Regions from separate parts of the Rattus norvegicus genome. Here region 1 is linked to region 2. The links are chromatin contacts, called in public Hi-C maps. All regions are on one chromosome and are shown on one strand. The core of a region is the stretch at or near the end of the contact, and the rest is flanking DNA. Distances in the headings are between cores, read along the strand shown.

What was found. A called contact is a pair of places that touch in the nucleus more often than the background predicts.
Region 1: a Hi-C map of prefrontal cortex shows a contact between it and region 2, with 2.0 times the contacts expected there. The contact joins the promoter of Lyrm9l1 here to the enhancer-like site in region 2. A contact is called at or near these places in 2 of 12 Hi-C or Micro-C datasets (Schwann cells and prefrontal cortex).

Annotation. Positions count from the first base shown.
Region 1 is chr10:64,224,109-64,227,184 of GRCr8, forward strand. Lyrm9l1 (LYR motif containing 9 like 1) reads right to left here and starts at 1,366. Exons shown (of 2, transcript XM_039087352.1): 1 at 418-1,366. The coding sequence starts at 439. All of the region lies in intron 1 of Lyrm9 (LYR motif containing 9), which reads left to right.
Region 2 is chr10:64,168,621-64,171,704 of GRCr8, forward strand. No RefSeq gene overlaps it. Among named protein-coding and RNA genes, the nearest start is that of Ccnq, 24 kb to the left of the region's middle. Within about 2 kb of position 1,316, at least 13 of the 93 cell types and tissues checked have an H3K27ac peak or open chromatin away from gene starts, as enhancers often do. A contact at or near this core is called in prefrontal cortex, where this site is marked.

The sequences.
Region 1 (3,076 bases), core at 116-2,615, 56 kb after region 2:
GACGTGCAGGAACATCCTGTTACTGGAATAATTTTGGTCTTTGCAATATATAACCCAATCTGACCTTGAACTCTTTTTTTAAAAAAAATATTTATTTATTTATTATGTACATCCATACAGCTTTCTGTCTGCATGTGTGCCTGCAGGCCAGAAGATGACCCCAGATCTCATTATAGATGGTTGTGAGCCACCATGTGGTTGCTGGGAATTGAACTCAGGACCTTTGGAAGAGCAGTCAGTGCTCTTAACCGCTGAGCCAACTCTCCAGCCCCGACCTTGAACTCTTAATCCTCCTGCCTCAACCTCCCAGAAATACTGGGATTCCCGGCCAGTGCTAAATTGCACACGTTTAATAACCTTTAGAATGTGCGTGCGCAGGTGTGCATCCACCGCCACTGTCTATTTTAGGACATTTACCTTCAAAGAGAACCATCTCCATTAGCTGGCAACACTCCTCTCCAGTGTCTTCCCTTTTCTCTGCACTAGGCAATCACTTAGCCGCTTTCCATAGATGTTGTTAGTTCTGAACATTTCACAGAAATAGAACTAATCATATGTAGCTCTGGTTATTTCCTGCGTCTTACATGCCTCCTTAAAGGCTCACACGTGGTAGCATATGTAAGCGCTTCATTCTCTTTATTACAGAATAATTTTCCGAGGTCTGCCTGGATCAGATTTTATCTTTCTATGCACCCAGTGATGCCCCCTGGGACTCATTTGAAGTCCTTACTATTACATACCTGTCTTCTGGGTATAAGATAATAGGGGCCAAAGAAAGAGAAGGATAAAGTGTGAAATATCCTTGGGTGGCACGTGGGAATTGGCCAGGAAGAGACTGATTAGTTTAGCTGCTCATCGGGAGCTAGGAACAGCCCAGTGGTAAAAAGGTTGTCAGGCACGGTCAAGCCCCAGGATTCATTTCCAGCATCCTCACCTCCCACAGGGGTGGACGCAAAGCTGGGACTGAAGGGTGTGCCAGTAGGAATGTAGGGAGGCTGGGCTGACCTTGGCTATGTGGGAGAGGGACGAGGGGAGGCAGGATTGTTGGAAGAACATAAATATGCCAGATGGAGCCCTAGGGTGGGCGGGGGCAGGGAGCAAACCATTCCTATTTTCAACTTTCTCCATCATGAAGATTAATTGCATATTTAAAAAATGGCTGGTGCAGGCTTAAATTTAGCTTTTATCAGCACTCAATTGGGTGTAATTTTCGGGTTATTTTCTGCAGTTCCATTACTTTTTTAAATGTATGAGTCTTTTTCCAATTATTTTTAGGTGACCCATGTTAGGACACAGGTGAGTGGTGAGAGCATTGAGCTTACCTGTCACTGAGTTCTTTCTTAGCACCGTGCCAGCCATGTCACCTGGCACCCAGGAAGTTCCCTTTAGCCTCCCTCACCCCCCAATAGGTCATGTTCTTTAAATTTTGTACGTCCATTTTGTTTCAGTTTTGAGACAGGATCCTGGATAGCCCAGGCTGACCTTGTTATGTAGCTTAGACTGAACCTTGAACTCCCAGGCTTCCTGTTTCTACCTCCTGAGTGCTTTTTCAGGGAGCTGTCACCAGACCCATTCAGTTTTGTGAGTGGGTGTAATGAGTGTGCGTTGTCAGGTGTGGATGTCAGAGGACAACTTTTGGGAATTGGTACTCTCCTGCCACCTTGTGGGATCCAGGTGCTTGAACTCAGATTGTAAGGCCTGTGTCTAAGTCATCCTATCTCTGTAAGATTGTGTGTGTGTGTGTGTGTGTGTGTGTGTAATTGACATTAGTCTGATTTCTTTTCCATCTATGTTTGAGAGAGTGCTACAATGCCATTGTATTTCTGAAAGGTCTGGAACAAAGATTTGTGGCTAAGTTGTGAATAATGGTCAAGTAAGCTTATCAGTGACTGAGGCTGTTTTTGCATAGGCCCAGGAGAGTTCTTTTTGGATGGGGTATTTTGTTTTAGTTCTGGGAACTTAATTCAGGGATTCACACATGTTTGGGAGTTGCTCTTAACACTGGGTTACACCCCTGTCCCAACCTTAGCATTCTTAGATATACCCGTTTAGCAGATGTCAGGGATGCAAGTAAGATTGTGAGCTTCTGAATCAAAGAGACTTATGGTTAGTTCCCTGCCTAACTGTCCACAGCTATTTGGCCACTGACAAATCAAAGCTTCTCTGAGCCTTGCTTTCTTTATCTAAAATGGGGCCAACAATACCTTCTATAATATTTTGTTTAATGAGGTAATATGTGAAAAGCTGTCATAATGAACTAATTAGCCTCTGGGTGATGAGGTGATCAAATATGACATCAGCTTTGTAGAAGATTCTGGATAAATAAGGTGTTGGTCTTCTTAGTGGTCCCCAGACCCTGTACACTCAGATGCTTGGGAAGATGTTAGTTACATGGATGAACTATGCTAAGGATAGTCCAGACCAATTCTCTTTGTCTTGGTGTGTGATTGTTTCTGTGCTTTCATTAAAGAGAGATGACTTAAATAAGTCAGGCATCGAAGAGATTGTGTGGCCAACTGGGACTCTGTATTAGATAGTACAAGATGGGGACGCCAACTTAATAATAGTTTATGGAGAAAGGTACTTTGAAGTGGATGCAGGGTCACGAAGGTCTGAGCAGAGAATGCAGTCTGGGCTGCATTCCTTGAATTCTCAGGTCAGGGGAGTTGACAGGGTCATTGTTCATGGAACTGGTCCGAACACAATCAATCCGCTGTTTCTCACACTCTCACACTCTCGGTGTACCTGAGCGTGGAGGGGAGGGAGGCGGGATGAGGGGGAGTGGGGAGGATGAGAAGCTCGGAGTGGGGTGTGGGAGATGGTAATGTCTTCCATTTCTGTGCTGGAAGGGGGATGACAGAGGAACTGAGGGAGTCAGTCCGCTTTGAGCGATGGATCGCCAGCCAGGTGATCAGGATAGAGCTCAGACTATGAGTAGAAACACTCTTAACTTTTCTTGTGCTTCTTAGTTTGTCCCTTCTGTCTGTGGATTGGCTTTTGTTGAACTGTTTGGAAATAGTTGTAGAGCCTAGAAAACACACACACACACACACACACACACCCCTCTCAGTTTTTC
Region 2 (3,084 bases), core at 66-2,565:
GCTTTGCCCTCTGGTTATCGTGCTGGACCCTGTCCTATTTATTGTACAGTATATATAGCATCACCAGACAGGGCTGGAAATTGTTTGCCAGGAGAACCTATTCCAGGGTAGGTGAAAGCCAGAAAGACAAGCAGTCACTGATGCCAGTGTTGATAATCAATCCTACAAAATAGGGTTTTTTCCTAGAGACTGTTTCTATGCCTCCTTCCCGTCTGCCTTTCTCTCGTGTTCTTGTCTCTTCTCCCATATACCGGAGTATCTAGCAGCAAAGCATATACACGGTACAAGCCACTCAGAGACATCTAAAACCGGCCATTGTTAATTAGCTTATGTATGTATTTGTTCAGGCTGACGGGTTTTTGTTTTGTTTTGTTTTGTGGTGGTAGAAACAATTGGGCGTATCTGTTTATTTCTTTGAAACAGGGTTTCTCTACGAAGCCCTGGCCAACCTAGAACTCACTATGTAGACCAAACTGGCCTAGAACTCACAGAGACCCGCCTGCCTCTGCTTCCTAAAACGCTGGGATTAAAGGCATGCCAGGCAACAATTTGAGTTTTATGTGTTTTTAATGTTTATTTCTTTTGTGTATATAAGCAGTGAGTGTGATCAGAGAGCAGCTGTGGAACTTGTACACTCCTTCCTCGATGTGGGCTGCAAGTAGAACTCTGGTCTCTAGGGCTGGCAGTAAATGCCCTTAGCCACTGTAAAGCCTGTCTAATTTTGAGACGGCCTTGTTATAGAAACTTTGGTGGGCCTGGGATTCTGTATGTAGCCCAACTTGATCTGCCTCTGGAGCTCTGGGATCACAGGGATGGGTCGCCATCTGTTATTTTAGACACAAACGTGCACATAAACACCCTTTTAGCCACGGACATTAGCCTAGGTCCTTTACAAGGAAGATGTCTGGCCTGAGCGAATATGCACCACAAGGTATTACAAGGCTTTATTACCACACAGGTCCCTCCAGCCCGACTTGACCCAGTCTGGGCATCTTACATTTCTTCCTATTTTTTTTTTCCCTCTCTCATTGGGGCTTTGTGTTGGACAAAATGTGCCAGTTAGGCTGGCTCTGTTTTCGGGCGATGACAGGCAAAGGCTGGTGCCTCTCACATGACTCTGGGCTGTTGGGGGTGGAGGCGGTGGTGGCTGTTGCTGCTTTAGGTGTCACCTGGGTGGGTGCTGTGGTGCTGAGACACGTGGATTCTTTCACACGCCATGCGCTCGTGAAGGCGGTTCGTGCTAAGAGGTGTTTGTTTCTTTGCCTTGCAAGCTGTTGGATGCCTTCTCCCTGCAAGGCTGATTCCCCAGCATGCATCCTGCTAAACACAGCCTTAGGTGCCTCCCTTCCAACCAAGGCTGTCTCAGGGGGCTCTTACTCTCTCAGTTCTGCGTCTCTTGTCTCTCCGGAAGCAGGCAGGCAGGCTGCGGTGGCTTCTCTGATAGGGCTGCTGCGAGTCAGGGAGGCAGGAAGCGCCTGAAGGCAGAAGATCATCTGTTAGGGTAGGAGCTGCTGGCTCTAGGGACCAGAAGGGTAACCAGAAGGCACCTCCAGTGAACTCTCTCCATGTCCCAGGCCACATGTGCTTGAAGCCCTGGTGGCACCACCCTAGTTCACAGGACCTATGACTCGGGTGGTTACAGGGGAGGTTGGTAATCTGAGGAGAGTGGAGAAGCCAGAGACTATTCTCAAAGTCTGTTCCATAGACCATTGCTGCCATTGGACATGCAATGGCCAGTGTCTCAGGGTGAGCAGCCACAACAAGCTTGCCCATGTTCCTGCTTCAGGTTTATAGAAGGGACTGGAATTAAACAAACCCAAGAAACAATGAATTCATAATTTCTGTAGTGACAGATCTCAGATCCATACTTTACTGGAGAACACTGTAAATTCTTGGACAGGTATCCAGCCTTTTGACATTGAGACTCAGAGATGTTATCTACAAAGTTCACACTTAAAAAAAAATGGTGCCATCGAGTTATCAAGAAAGAAATAATAGGGCTGGAGAGATGGCGCAGTGGTTAAGAGCACTGACTGCTCTTCCAGAGGTGCTGAGTTCAAATCCCAGCAACCACATGGTGGTTCACAACCATCTGCAATGAGATCTGATGCCCTCTTCTGGTGTATCTGAGGACAGCTACAGTGTAGTTATATATAATAAATAAATACATATTTAAAAAAAAAGAAATAATAAAGTCTCATGGGCTGGAGAGATGGCTCAGCAGTTGTGAGCACTGCCTGTTCTTACAGAGAACCCAGGTTCAATTTCCAGCACCTAAATGGTAGCTCTCACCTGTCTACAACTCCAGTTCCAGGATTTCTGACATCCTCACACAGACATTCATGTAGGCAAAACACTAAGGAACCTATAAAAAGATAAACTCTACACAAAATTATTTAAATTAAGTTTGTTTGGTGTGTGTGTGTGTGAGTGTGTGTGTGAATGTGTGTGTGAGTGTGTGTGTGAGTGTGTGTGAGTGTGTGTGAGAGTGTGTGTGTTTGTTGTGAGTGTGTGTGAGAGTGTGTGTGTGTGAGTGTGTGCGTGTGAGTGTGTGAGAGTGTGTGAGACTGTGTATGCGTGTGTGTGAGAGTGTGTGTGAGTGTGTGTTTGTGTGAGTGTGTGAGAGTGTGTAAGTGTGTTTGTGACTGTGTGAGTGTTTGTGTGAATGTGTGTGTGAGTGTGTGTGTGAGTGTGTGTGTGAGTGTGAGTGTGTGTGTGTGTGTGTTGTGTGTTCAGATATCACGGCACTCATCTAGAGGCCAGAGAAAAGCATCGTTGGAGTCATTCTCTCCTTCCACCATAAGGGGCCAAGGGATTTAAGTCAGGCCCTCAGTCTTGGTGGCAAGCACCTTCCCTGACTGAACCATCTCAAAGGGCTTCAAGGTTGGAATTCTGGGACTTCAGAGTTAGATGAGCTATTGCCTGAGGGCAGTGGACAAAAGACAGAGGGAAAGTGAAACAATACAGCCTGGCATTATGGGGGTGTACTAAGGTTAGGGAAGAGGCCCAAATATCCCTCTGCCTGTGTTCTACTCTGCTTCCAGGGACTAAAGAGCCTACACTCAAGTAGAATGGAGCTAGGAG